Regions from separate parts of the Mus musculus genome. Here region 2 is linked to region 1. Evidence: chromatin contacts called from public HiCAR-type data. All regions are on one chromosome and are shown on one strand. The core of a region is the stretch at or near the end of the contact, and the rest is flanking DNA. Distances in the headings are between cores, read along the strand shown.

What was found. HiCAR-type assays count read pairs that join an accessible place to other places.
Region 2: a contact with region 1 is called in a HiCAR-type map of fibro-adipogenic progenitors, with 4 times the contacts expected there. The contact joins two enhancer-like sites. A contact is called at or near these places in 6 of 484 Hi-C or Micro-C datasets (adipose-derived mesenchymal stem cells, nephron progenitors and uterus) and 1 of 115 datasets of contacts at active chromatin or transcription factors (fibro-adipogenic progenitors).

Annotation. Positions count from the first base shown.
Region 1 is chr9:51,403,982-51,411,214 of GRCm38.p6, forward strand. No RefSeq gene overlaps it. Among named protein-coding and RNA genes, the nearest start is that of 1810046K07Rik, 79 kb to the left of the region's middle. Within about 2 kb of position 4,195, at least 14 of the 459 cell types and tissues checked have an H3K27ac peak or open chromatin away from gene starts, as enhancers often do. A contact at or near this core is called in fibro-adipogenic progenitors and uterus, where this site is marked.
Region 2 is chr9:51,657,544-51,664,776 of GRCm38.p6, forward strand. It overlaps the pseudogene Gm8959. Among named protein-coding and RNA genes, the nearest start is that of Arhgap20, 100 kb to the right of the region's middle. Within about 2 kb of position 3,733, at least 17 of the 459 cell types and tissues checked have an H3K27ac peak or open chromatin away from gene starts, as enhancers often do. A contact at or near this core is called in fibro-adipogenic progenitors and uterus, where this site is marked.

The sequences.
Region 1 (7,233 bases), core at 2,945-5,444:
GATTTGTCTCATTATGGTGGCCATAGTGAAGATATTATTGCCAGAAGCTAAAATTTCTTTGGACAGTATTAGTAGCTAGTATTTATCAAACATATAAATCTGTGAACTTTTCCAACTTTTTGGTGAGACCTTCTCTGATAGTACTGCTTAAGCAGGAATTCTTATTTTCCCCTATCTCTGCTTTATTGTCTTCCTTAGCCACGCCCTCTACTTAGAGGACCTGCTTTGCTATTATGGTTTGCTCCTTGGCTTGAACACAAGCTCCACAAAGGCAGAAATGGTTGTCTACTTCTTACCCATTCTTTGAAGAATTTGTAGCCTATGGTAGGTGTTTCTTGAATTTGCTCCATATAAGGAGATGGAAAATGTGTAGTTCATTGGATTTCTGTCTACTGGGTGAGGTTGTGGGTCAAATAGAGGATTTAACAGGGCTGCTTCCCTTGAAGCTGAAAAATACTGATTGACTGGCCTGAAGTCCTCAGATAGGGGGTACACATGGTGAGTAGTGGACCATCCATCCAAAGGTAGCTTTATTTTTTTCCTATTGCTCTCCTTGAAAGTATCCTGTAGTTTTCTGTCACCCCCTTTGTAGGTTACCCCCAACCAGGAATGACTAATTTTTTAACAACTTAATATCCATGTAGTGGAAACTAGTGTTGTAATATTGCAATTGTTGAGAGAGGTTCTAGGTTCAATGCTCAGAAGCTGTAGAACTTCTAGGTTGTCTATTTTTTTTAAACACTATTGTGTTATTCTCTGAGCCCAAGAGTCTAATAATATAGATTGCCTTACCCAAGCATTCTTGCTCTTTGATTCTTGTTGGTTCACTCAATGGATGGTATCAACAGAGACTGGGAAGGGAGTAGCTGGGATATAGGAGGGTTTGACTCCAGTGCATCTGCTCCTTGTGGTTATCTTGCCTGTTGTTGCTTCCTTGCGTCCCTGGCATGGCAGACAGTCCTATTGGATTGACCCTTTTCTATGGCTCTTATTCTCCTTGGAGTACGGTAACAACATTCCTCTACAGCAACTTCTCTCTAGCCTATTCAACCCTAGAAAGCTAACGGCTTTCAACTGTTAATTTCTGGACACTTGATCATCTCTTATCATCTCTACTGTCTCTATTGGGACACACTAGCTGACATAAGACCTTAAACAAGCCATTTGCATTCTCAGAGTCTTAATTTTTGTTTTTATATACAATATAGAGCATAATACCTACAAAATTGTATGCATTCCCCAGTACAGATAGTAGCATGTGATAGTTTTTGTTTTGTTTTGTTTTTTTTTCTCGTATGAAGTCTGTGCCCTTAGAACTTGGGGCATTGACTGCTAATGGTTCTTTGTATTAAACAGCAAGTAGTTATTCTTATGCTCAGATTTGTAGTAACCTCTATGGGATGACAAAAGTGGGTCTCCATGAGCTTCCCAGAAAACACTCTGCTGTGTACTAAGGTTGATCACTGGAATGAGAGCATAAGGCAGTGCTTCCTGCGAACATGCGTTGTCCCCTAGGAAATATCTTCAACAGTTACTTTTCTCATTGCTGTGACAAAATACCTGGGATCCTGGATAAGAGTTTAAGGACAGTCCATCACTGCTGTGTAGGCACGGCAGCAGGAAGTGAGGTGGGTGGGCATATGGTATCCTTAGTCAGGAAAGAAAAAGCAGATAGGAGGTGCAGAGTATTAAACCTCTTAGCTATACACTTTTTTCAACCAGGCTCAATCCACTAAAGGTTCTACAACCTTTCAAAATGGCACCCCCAGCTGGGTACCAAGTGTTCAGCCACGTGAGCCAATGGGGACATTTTACATTCAAACCATGTCAGCTATTGTACTGCTTCAGGTAATTCTTACTCACAATGGCCATAAGGCACGGTTAACAGTTCTAAGATCCGACAAAGTGGTTTCCCACAATCAGTCTCAGCTAGGCAGAGCTGGGATCTAGCCATGTCTCACTCATGCCCCTCTGTATATAAAGCCAAAACTCTGCCATCCTCACTGAGTCTTCACCAGGGCATCTATTCCCATTTCCTTCTAACAGGATTCTCAGCTTTCTAAGTGGTCATATATAAGAATGTGGCTTTTCTTATTTTCCACCATCACCTCATTATGCAAAGGAATCTCTCAATAACAAGTTTCTGAAAACCTATAGGTTGAAAGGGGCATCTCTGTGTCTTGGGGTAGACATGCTTGATTAAGCTGTGGAGACTTCAAAGGAAGGCCACGGGTCTGTCGGATTCATCAAATGCAGATTCTTGTCAAGAGTCACACAGAAGGATGAGGAGAGAGTCCTGAAGAGAAGGAGGGCTGAACTGGAGTGAGGGAGAGGGACCTGGAGAATATTTGGTGTGTGGAGGTAAGCAGCACACACAATAAAAGTGTAAGCAGCAAGGAGGCCTCTGTGTCTCAGTGGGTGATGGGGTTTCTGGTAATAAGAAACGTGGAGAGGGAGTGGACCTCATAGAGTCCCACAGGCACCAGGAGTGTCCGTGCCAAGGGTTCTGCTAGAGAGGCAGGGTGCAGAGCTCCTGATGAAAGGGAGTTCAAATTGACATTTTCATTAGCTGAAATATTTGGAATAAATAAAAGGTTTTCTCTCCTCCTTCACATTCAGATTCCTCTTTCATGAGGACTTGGAGGAGTGACACATACCTCTGAAGAAGAAGCGTTTTGCAAACACTTGTTCATATTAGATCATATAAGGATAAGAAAAGACAATTATTTAGACGTTCTTCTTTTTCTCCCACCCTCAAACAAACAAACAAACAAACAAACAAACTCTATGCGTATGTTAATTTTGGAAAAGATCCTTTAAGTGTTCTTGATAACACTAGGAGGAGACACACAGAACAGCTGATGTGGCAGCTGCCTCTCTGGGAATTCCTTAGGAGAAAATTGAAAGTTGAGACACAGCTGTAGAATATTCAGGGAAGGATTTCTGTTTTCCACCTAGCCTGTCCTGATTATATCTTCATATTCATCCACATTGAATAAAATACCTGTAATATTTTTCCTGCTTACCCTCTGTTAGCTGAGGGAACTCTGTTTCTTGCAAGTCAGGTAAGTATTGATTTCTGATTGTGTCTATAAGAGAAGACACAATCTTCAAGTCACCTATCTTTTCCAGTTTCTCTCTCTCTCTCTCTCTCTCTCTCTCTCTCTCTCTCTCTCTCTCTCTCTCTCTCTCTCTCCCCCCTCTCCCTCTCCCTCTCTCCCTCTCTCCCTCCCTCCCTCCCTCCCTCCCTCCCTCCCTCGCTCCCTCCCTTCTCTCTCTCTTTTCTCTCTCTCTTTCTTTCTTCCCTTCTTTCTTTCTTTTCTCCCTTCTTTCCTCTCTCTCTTTACCTCCCTCCCTTTCTTTTTAAAATTCTTAGTTCTTTTAGAATTTTACACAGTATATTTTGAGCATATTCACCCCATCCACAAACTCTTTCTACATCCATGTCCCTTTCCCATCCATCCAACTTTATGTCTTTTTGTTTTTCCCACCAAGGCCAATTTGTGTTGCTTGAGTATTTTTGAATGTGTAGTCTTCCACTGAAGCATGGTTGACTTACTGGGGTCTGTGTTCCTAGAGAAAACCAACCCTTCCTTTCTCAGCAGCTCACAATTGTTAGTATTTCCTGGGCTTGGGATGGGATTATGTGCGTGCTCCCCTCTGCATTCTGGGATTTGGTTGAACATGAGTTGCATAGACCTTGTGACTGCTGTCAAAACTGCTGTGGGTTCATATGTGCAGCTGTTCCTCTGTGTCCCTATGACAGGGTTGCCTACTCATCCACTGCCTCTGCCTCTTACATTTTTTCTGCCTTCTGTTCTGCAGTGGTCCCTAAGCCCTGGGGAGAGGGGTTTGGTATATATGTTCCACTTGGGACTCAGAATTATGGTCACTTATTTTTTTACCTCAGTCAGTTGCAGGTCTGTGTTAGTCAACATCTACTGCAAACAGAAGCTTCTCAGATGAGGGTTTGAGATGCACCGATCTAGGGGGTAATGGGTAATTTTCTACTTTCATGGATGCTCTTTCCAGCTTACATTTATCTCTGGCTCATAGAAAGCTAGAGTTTAAACCTAGGTCCTTTCCTTAAGTACTGTACTTAGTAAGAATTGCTCCACAGAGCACATTTGTGTGCTGCAAAATCAACTGGGACTTTGAGAAACAGGGGTGAGTGGGAGGAGTGTTCACTAAAACAAGTGTAAACAGACTTAGGCTTGAATATTGGGCAATCCCTATTCAAAGGAATGTTCTCCCGGCTTGCTCTGTTGTCTGTCTCACTAGATGATCATTCTCTCCCTGCTTCTCACATTTTTTTTTCTGTTTGATTTCTTGTACCCTACACACACCACTACCAATCAATCATTAGATTGGATCATAATTTTTTCTTAAGTGCTAAGACCCTCCTAATATTAAACACTTTAATAACCCTTTTTTAATGTCTTAATTCACATGTACACTTAGAGTCTCTGCTTCTTGCCAAATAAGTTGCTGTGGATTGAATTGTTGCTGCCCCATCCTCTACCAGTCCCACTTCAAAGGCTAAAGCTCTCACCTTACATCAAAGTATTTGGAGATGAGGACTATAGACGATAATTAGATTTAAATAGAATCATGAGGGTGGGACCCACATTTTAAGACCAGTGTCCTTATAAGAAGAGAGTATAGAGATCTCTCCCTGTACCTGTCCTCCTCCTTGGCACATGAGGACACTAAGAAGATATTGTGTTGAGTTTAGGAAGAATCTCCTCTCCAGGATCCAACTGTGATGGCACTCTGATCTTGGACTTCTTGACTTTACAGCTATTTTATACACACACACACACACACACACACACACACACACACACACACATATATATTTGCTTAAGTCATTCGATCTATATTGTTATTTATGATAGGGGATACTGTTATGTTTTGAGGTAGCCTAAACAATCTATGGTATTTATGTAATTTACTCATGGAATTTGGTAGCATTATTTATGGAAGATGTGCTAGTTAGTTTTTACCAACTTGACATAAGCTAGGCTCATCTAGGATAGGGACCATCAACTGAGGAAATGCCTCCATCAGATTTCTTATAGGTTGATGTGGGAGGGTCTATCTAACTAGAGGTCTTGGATTGTGAAAAAGCAAACAGACAAAAAACCAGGCTGAGTGGGTCATGGGGAGCAAACCCATAAGCAGCGTTCTTCTGTGGCTTCTGCTTCAGTTTCTACCTCCAGATTCCTGTCTTGGTTGGTGCCCTCACTTCTCTTTGTGATGGAATACAACTATAAGCTAGATAAACCTTTTCTCCTAAAGTTGCTTTGGGTCATGGTGTTTTATCACTGCAATAGAAAGCAAACTAGAATAGAAGGTTTTCTTTTTCCAAGGGGTGACAATTTCTTTCCATCAGCTACTATAAAGAATGTTACCAGTTTTGAGGATAAATTTTCTCTCTCATGTATCTCCACTTCAGTCTCAAGAGATTACCAAATAAAGCCCCCAATAGTAATAATGCATCAGATCTTATCATTGTTTCTTTTATTATCATGTATTATAATGAAAATCCTGTGGCTTTCAGGGGCAGGGCATGATTTACAATGATCCTGTAACTGGCAGGGCTTAGGTGATAGTCTTGTTGACCTGATGGCCAGGTAAAGTGATTGGCATAAATACTTGTCTGTGCACATGAGTTCATGACAGACAGAGATGGTATCATGCAGTTAATCGCCAGCCACTACGAAAACTCTTCTGATGAAAATATCAGAAGTTCCGAGAGTTGACGGCATTGGCATCTTCTCATACGGCTTTATGAACACACGTAGATGGTCTGGGAAAGATGCCCTACAGGTCATCCCTCTTGGATTTCATTTGATAGGCAAGGCCGTGATTGAAGCATAAAAGAGGTTAATGAGGGGCTTCTATCTGGCAGCCCCTCCTCAGATCATGTGCTCAAGGCTTGGAATGAAATGCTTGCAATGTCTTTCAAGGTCTTCCATTAGTCTGAATTATTTTTAAGGGGAAGGGAACTTTTCTGTCCTGCATCATTAACATTCTTTGTCATTCTCTAAATATTTATGAAACCCTTAATAATATCTCCCAGTGATCTTGGTAACAAGATCATGTATTAAAAAAAAAGTGTTCTGTGACTTATCTGAGGATCTTGGTAAAATAAATTCCCCAAATCCCTTTTTAATTAAAGAAGACTCAGAAATTCATTGCACCCCACGCTAAAGCACACTTCCTTCCTAGGCATTTGCTGCTGTTCTAAGAGTCCAGAGGAATGTAAGAATCCAGAGGCAGGGAGGGCATTTAGTTTTTATCTAGGTCAGGCCTAAAAGACAACTCCTCGTGGGAAGCATGAATTTCCTGTCTTAACAAAGACAGAATGATCACCAACTCTTCTGAATTTGTAAAATAGAAAAAGGGTTTGAGACAGCAACCAGGGCAGTCACAAAGCCAGCTGGACAATCCCTTTTAGAAAAACAAAAATACAGCATCTCAAGCTAGGAAATGAGAGTTTGGGTTTGGCTCTGGGGCTTGGGCATGGTTTCCTGCTGTTTATGTAGACACTGAAGGAAGATTGCTGTTCTCATGAAACCATCTATAGGATATCTATGCTGTGACAAGTTGTTTGGAAACTTTTAGGGGACTTGTATATAGGCTCTGACTGCCTTCAACAAAGCTCTGTGCCTACTGATAGTATAGATAGCCTAGGATAGTTTGGATCTTTTGTAAGTAAAATATCATTTGAAGGAGCCAGATTAAAAATAAATAATTATAAAATTGAATATTTAGAAACTACGAAGGACCAAGAATTAGCTATCTGATTAAGAACACATTTTAAAAACATGTTCTTCTCCAAATGGAATAAGTAACACGTGTTCCTTAGGGAGAATCTGTAAACAAAGCCAAAGTCCTTATTGGAGCTACAACTCAGCAATACCACAATCAACTTAGATTCTGGTTTTAAGATGCGACTTGGTCATGCAGGAAGGTGCTTCAGGAATGGGGCTGGGCAGACTGAACACAGTGGAGAAGGCTTTACAATCAGGAAAAAAAAAGACCATTAGGGTATATATATATATTTTTTTTCAAGACCCCAGAGTCTCTGAATCTCGTCACATCCAGCCATGATTTAGACTGTACCTACTTCTTCCAGACTTCAAATATCCACTTGCACTCCATAAGGAACAGTGAAAGAATCTCAGTCTTCAACATCAGAGTCCAGAAGTGAGTGAGAAGGGTCAA
Region 2 (7,233 bases), core at 2,483-4,982, 250 kb after region 1:
ATGTTAAAAATAATAATAATAGGATGAAGCAAAAACTATCACATCGAAGTGGGACACAGCGACCCAACAGGAGAAAAAGAGTCCTGAGAGCAGGCAATAGAGTCAGAGACTCATTCTCACAGTCAGGAGTCCCATAAAATACTAAGCTGAGCGGTGGTGTCACATGACTCTAATCCCAGCACTCAGGAGGCAGAGGATGGTGGATCTCTGTAAGTTTGAGGCCAGCCTGGTTTACAGAATAAGTTCCAGGACAGCCAGGGCTGTTACACAGAGTCCGGCCAGGGGCCAGCCCCTGCTGTTCTTTCTTGGTTCTCTCTTGAGGTAAACCTAGGGAGAAGAGGTTTGCTGGTGCAAGACTTAGTCTTGTGAAATACTTAGGGTTGCCTTTTTCTATAATAAAAGTTTGCCTGTCTTAAATCTAAGTTACTTTGTAGTGGTAGCTGACCTGCTGAGTCACTCTGAGGGCAGAAACTGCAGTACTCAGTGGGAGGTACTGGAGGTTAAGTGAAAGGATTTATTGCTGATGCTCCTTTCTCTGGTGAATCAGCCAGAAGCCTCTCTGGTTATGCTGGTTAACTCTTTGTGAACCAGGGAGGAAGGAAAGGAAAAGAATTAGGATGCTTTATACAAGCAAATATGCACAGACACATACATTCAAACATTCACACACCCACTCTTTGGCCTGGCCCGACCGTCTGTCACAATCAACTCCACACGTATTCATGCATGCTTACATACATACACATATACTTACACACAAGCATAGACAAACATACATACATATTTGGATGGACAGATGGATGGATGGATGGATGGATGGATGGATGGATGGGGCAGAACTCCCCAAGCCAAACAAGTCAACCAACAATTTTATTTCTTTTCTCTAGGCTTTTATATCTTCTTAGACAAAAAGTTCTGTAGAAAATTACATCAGAGATAAAATTTTACATAGAATGAGAGTTACAGAAGGATGTTGATAACTAAGTTCAAAGCAATGTTTCTTTATAATATGCTCATTATAAGTTCAAAGCAACAGTTTTTACATGGCCTTGCCTTATCATAGTGCAAACCTATGACTTTATCCTTGAACCTAAATGCTTTTCCTTGAACACAAAATTATCCCAAGTCTATTTCTCTTTTTAGTGTAATTATGAAAGCTAATTGTGTTTCTTATTATGTAGCCTTTACTTACTATTCTGAGGAGTGGGCACATTCTATTCTTGATTCTAACTTTATTACATCTTTCTCACAACTACAACCATCTCTAAAAACTCTCTTCCTAAAATTATTTGAATCAAATCAAGAATTCTATAGAATCATAATCTATTTGTCAATATAGCATCACTACAAAATAGTACATCTTCGTGAGTCTACAGAAATCTGCTCAAAAGGTGGGCCAATACCTAGTGAGTATTATATATTTAATAACAGGAAATGCATATTAATAGCAGGAATTGTTCCTCAGATATAATCTCCTCAGCCTTGTCTAGAGGAGTAAACCCATTATAGATTGGCAGTCTATGGCAGAACTATCTCAGAGAGATCACCTGGTAGTTTTTAACCTTTCCTAGATGGCTCTTGGCAGAAACCCTGTCTGGGGGGTGGCGGGGGGGGGGGGGGAACCAAGCTAGCAGCTATACCATATGCACAGAGGATTTGGCAGACCCATGCAAGTCCTGTGCTTATTGTTTCAGTCTCTGTGACCTCAACTGGGCCTTGTTTATTTGACTCAGAGAGCCTTATACTCCTGGTGTTCTCCACTTTCTCTGGATATTAGAATCTTTCTACCTCTTCTGCTGTGGGATTCCCTGAGCTCTGAGGGGCAGAATTTGATGAAGACTTCTTCCCATTTAGACTCTCTCTCCACAAAATGCTTGGCCATGCTCTCTGCATGTGTTCCCATCTGCTGCTTGAGGGAGCCTCTCTGATGATGGCTCGTCAGGCCACAGATCGATGAGTACAACAGAAGACCATCAGGAGTCATTCCATTGAGAGCTGTTTTTTTCATTTTGTTTGTTTTTTATTTTGTTTTTTTGTTTGCTTCTTTGTTTTAGACCAATAGTGTTTGGTTTTTACCTGTGGCTATCTAGTATCTAGCTGTTGGTTATCCAAGCAATCTTATCTTGACACCTTTGATCCATACTTAATTGATTTTTATTCAGGGTGAAAGAGATGAGTCTAATTTTACTCTTTTACCTGTGAAGATTCAGTTTCCCAACAACAGTTTGTTAAAGAGGCTGTCTTTTTCTCCAATGTGTTTTTTATACCTGTGTCAAAAATGAGGTGCATACATCTATGTGGCTTTGGTTCTAGGTTATCAATATTCCACTGGCATATGGATCTGTTTTGTGCCAGCCCCAGGCTGTATTTTGTTACTAATAGCTTTATAATATAACTTGAAATCAGGTGTTGTGATGACTCCAGGATTTCTTTGGTCATTCAGGTTATTTTGGACTTTCATATGCATTTTGAGTTGGTATATAATAAATATGCTGAGCTTTTGGTTGAGCTTTCTCCAACAGAGATCTGAGTCTACCCAGTGATAATCCCCCCCCCCTCTCTCTCTCTCTCTGTGTGTGTGTGTGTGTGTGTGTGTGTGTGTGTGTGTGTGTGTGTGTGTGTATGTTCTGTGTTTGTCTTCTTTCTCTGGCAACCCCAACTTGGAGCAACATCCAGCACAGTGAGGAAATTGGGCATCATTTGTTTTTTTCTGATGCTAGAAGAAATTGCCTCAGTTTTCCCATTTTGTTATGATATTAGCAAAAGACTTGTTATATGTAGTCATTTTTAGCTTGAGATACACTCCTTCAGTTCCTTGTTTCTCAAGTCTTCCTTCATAAAGGGATTTAAATTTTGTCTAAAGTACTTGCTGTTATCTATTGAGATGGTTATGTAATTAATTGCCATAGGCTATATTATGTTTATTGATTTGTATAGGTAAACTATCCTTATATGCTTGGCATAAAACCAACTCTGTCATGATACATAACAATTGTGATGTAGTGCTAAATGTGCTTTGCAAGTCATTTATTGAGAATTTTTTTGTGTCTTTGTTCACTAGGAGAAGTGACTTAACGAAACTTTCCTCAAACTTCCTTTTCTTTGCAAGCTTATTTTGTTCCTTGAATTAGCATTCCCCTGAACATGAGTTTATAAAACATTAACAGAGGTCAGCATGGTGGTCCCGGTCAGTGGGTCGTAAATCTTGATAAAAGTGTGTCAGAGATGAAAATATGGAATGCTACTGTGGATCTAGGAATCCTGGAATCCATGTTTATCACCAGGCCTAACACAGCCCTTAAATATATAGGTGACTGTTCTTCAAAAGGATAGAGACAATATAGTTTATTAGCTATGGATCCATCTAAAAGCACCACTAAGATTTCTAATAGATATTTTTCTGTGTTGCTTCTTCTTGCAGTCACTAGAAACTAAAAATATAACTGTTATGTGGGAGATCTGTAAAATGTTTTGATGTATAAAAGGGTTCTTTGTGCTAAAAGGACAAAAAAGGCTGAAAAAGCACTCCCTGTACCCAGAAGATGAGCTCCACTGGCTGGAAACTCAGGCATGATGCCATTAGATGAGAATATTCTAGGGTCACAGCAAACTGTGGTTCCTCCGCAATCGTAAAACACAGCATGGTCTGGGCACCCGTGAATAACCTGGATGGGTAGGACCCAGTGTTGTGCAGGGGATCCTTGCATCTCTCTTAGGCTAGGGCTCTGTGGAATGTTTGACACAGCAAGTCCAGCGAAGCGGGGGTTTCTGTACTGCAGCTGTATAAATGAGCTGCCATGGCCAGATGTGACTGTCATGACCCTGTTTGTGTACAGCATGGACATGCAGCCTCCACAGCCCTTGGGGATCTTTTTGGCTCTGGGACGCTATGATAGCAGACTTCAGTAAGTTGTGCATCAAAAAGCCAGCCAAATACCCATGAAAAAGAAAAAAACAAAAATGTGCTCACAGATGCTGCTCTCTCCAAAGAGAGAGCAAACTCAGGTTTGTCCAATGAAAGCAAATTCTACAGTATCCTTAATTACAAGGATGGTCTGCCTTCTCAGCCAAAAGCATACGGCAGCATGGCTCAGCCCCTTCATTATACTGGACTCATGACAGCCTTGCTGGTGAGCTGACCCTGGTGATTATCATAGCATGCAGTGGTACCATCCATATGTGGTGTGGCTTATATCACTTTTTTACTAATCCAGCTGATAGACAACATGTAATTTTGTTCTCATTTAAGAAACACATGTTTGTTCTGCACCTCTTGGTTCCTTTCCATTATCACTTTTGCTGCATTGTATTGTTTTTTTGGAGCCAGTGGTTCAGGCTAGCCCAGGACTCATTATGTAGCCCAGGCTGACCTTGAACTCACAGCAACACTCCTGTTTGGGCCTCCATGTATTTGGTTCTTTATAAATTCTCTGGCCCAACTGAGCTTTAAGAAACTATAAAATTAAATCACATTTGCCTTCTCTGAAGTAGAAAAGGCAGAGTGACCAGAAACATAACAGATGGAGCTATTCTTGGCTTCAGCTCTTAGCATCAGTGGCCACACCCCAAAGGGATGGCTGATCCAGGGCTATTGGCAAAAACAGTACAGAGAGAATCAGGTCCTCTGAGAGTCTAATTTTTCTTACCAACTTGGTGTTGACTTCTTTCGTCTGATCTTAGATGCATATTTTCTATATTCTCTCTCGGGACTCTGGGTCAATTGTTGATCTCATAATTTGCCAGCTTGCATCTCCCTTCATGGTTTTAAATTGCTCATGTCAGGAGGGGTTCACAGGTTTTGCTAATATCCTACACTCCAAATGGTAAAACTTGGGTTCCTCAATTCTCCATTCAAATCTTCCCAGGGTACCTAAATGTGTAAGTTTAGTAGTTAACAGTAAAAGGGATTGAAACAGAAGTTTATATCTTTAGTGAATTTTAACTACACAGTTCTTTTGAGAGAGAAAGAAAGAAAGATAGAGAGAGAGAGAGAGAGAGAGAGAGAGTGTGTGTGTTTACCATTTCATTTGGCATTTAAAATATAGCAATTATAGCTAAATATTCCTGACCTTGAGCTAACTAGGAGAGCCTGCCTATGGAATATAGAACACCCAGATTCATGTAAGCCACACTGAATGAATCTAACTGATAGGAAGACATTGGCCAGCAACACCCTAGCTCTATCTATACAACCGAGGCATCTGGAAGGAAACCGAATGCTGTTAGAACTTAAGAAACCGTCCAATGCTTAGACTGTACACACAATTGTTTTTATTTTTAAGTGCTTGGTGTTTAGTGAGCAACAACCTCTTACCAAAATATTTTTTTCCTCCCAACTTTTGGGATGATTCGTCCTTTTTTCTTTGGATCTTCTGCCCAGGGATTACAACATTTTCGAAACACGGTGCATCTACATGATATCAAATGCTTTCTGGAGGAAGTGACCAATTCCTTTGGCTTGGTTACTACGTGGGGCCTCATGAAAATGTTTGTTCAAGCAAAGGGTTATGCTGGATGAGTGGGGGCTTTGAGATGAAAATATAGTGTTTGCCTCTCTGGGAACCTGAATAAACAGGTTGGGCTTTGATTAATCTCTGCCTTACTTAGTTTCAAAATGTGTAGAAGGAGGAGAGATGACCCTGCTAGGAAGGCAGATTAAGTAATTTCTGGCATGAATGAATCCAGAATGGCCTGGGGTGGAGAGAGATAAGATGCATTTGTCATCTTTACGAAGCATTTGGAAACTATGTAAAGAAGAGAGAGGAGGGACCAGCATTGAGGGCAGTCGGCCTAGCCAGGAAGCAGCCTGGGTGAGCACAATGTCTCCCGCATTGTGTCCCAGCCTTTATATGTGTAGGTGTTAGTGGATGCCTGCCACAAAAGGTGCACTGCTTTCAACTGGGTTTGCAGACTTCTGGGTTCGTGTAATTAAGCAGTTTTATGTGTTAAGTTGGTCACTTTACTGCAGGACTTCCTGGCCTCTTCAGATGTATTATGAGTGCCTAAGTTCCAAAGATGACTTATCAAGAAATAGTCTCATTTAGGCACCTTTACCAACGTCTCCTTATCAATATCTTCTTATCAATCTCTCCTTCTGTAGCAGCCCAAGAAAACTGTCTTAGAAAAAGCATGATCCGGATCTAGTTGTGCAGGCCTATAATTCCAGGTGTGGAGGGGGCCAGGATTAAGGATTTTCTGTTAAAGGTCAGAATGGGTGACTTAGATGAAGCGCAGTGGGCAGAGGGCTTTGCCTAGTACTCAGGAGACCCAAACCTTAACGTCACAAAGCAAAAAGAAAGCGACTCTTCCTAGTTGTTTTTTCTTTCGAGTCTTGGCTTCACGTGCAATTCATCAGAGTATAAATCCCACCCCCTCTGCACATTAGCTGTGTGATCTGGGGCAGATAGAATCCTAGTATGCCTTGTGTTTGTCTGTGGTAAAACATAGGTTTTGATTTGGGAGGTACAGAATTCTCATGAGAATTAACTGACACTATAATAAATATAAACCAAATCTATACGATTAGTAAAGTACAAAATACACATTGATCCATGCTATGAATTCAGACATGAGTTATAAATATAATCTTGAGATATTCATGTTAAGAGTGGATTTTCATTAATTTAAGGACATTAGCCATAAAACTGATGTCCCACTGAAAACACGATCTAGTATTTGGCCATACTCTGCAAAACAGTTCACTTTTGATATCCCCTGTCCAAACAGTGAGCAGATGAGACCCAAAGGAGCACCTCTCTCTTTATTAAAAATGGCTGGAGGAAAACAATCTGCCTGATTCTGCGCGTGTGCACACACACACACACACACACACACACACACACACACACACACACACACACACTATTGTAACAAACTCCTGGAGCAGTTGGAAAGGACACAGCCAGCTTAGGATTTATGTCTGGTCTTTAAACTCTGAAATAAGCTGAATTATGTAAACATTTTGGCACAGCATACAGGGAGGGAAATACATTCCTCCTGGCATTATTAACAGGTGCTGTGGGAATAAGCAGCTATGGAGAGTTCACATTGCAGTGTCAGCAGAAGAAAATGTATTTTATAGGCTTATAGGGATAGAGGAGGGCCAGCAAGAGCCCACAGGTCCCATGCAGGAAGATGGCTGACAAATACTTTCCAGCTGTCACAACTGCACACGGGGTCTCATGATTTCTTATAGTGTTATGAATGTAAACGGTATTCAATTAACTGTTTCAA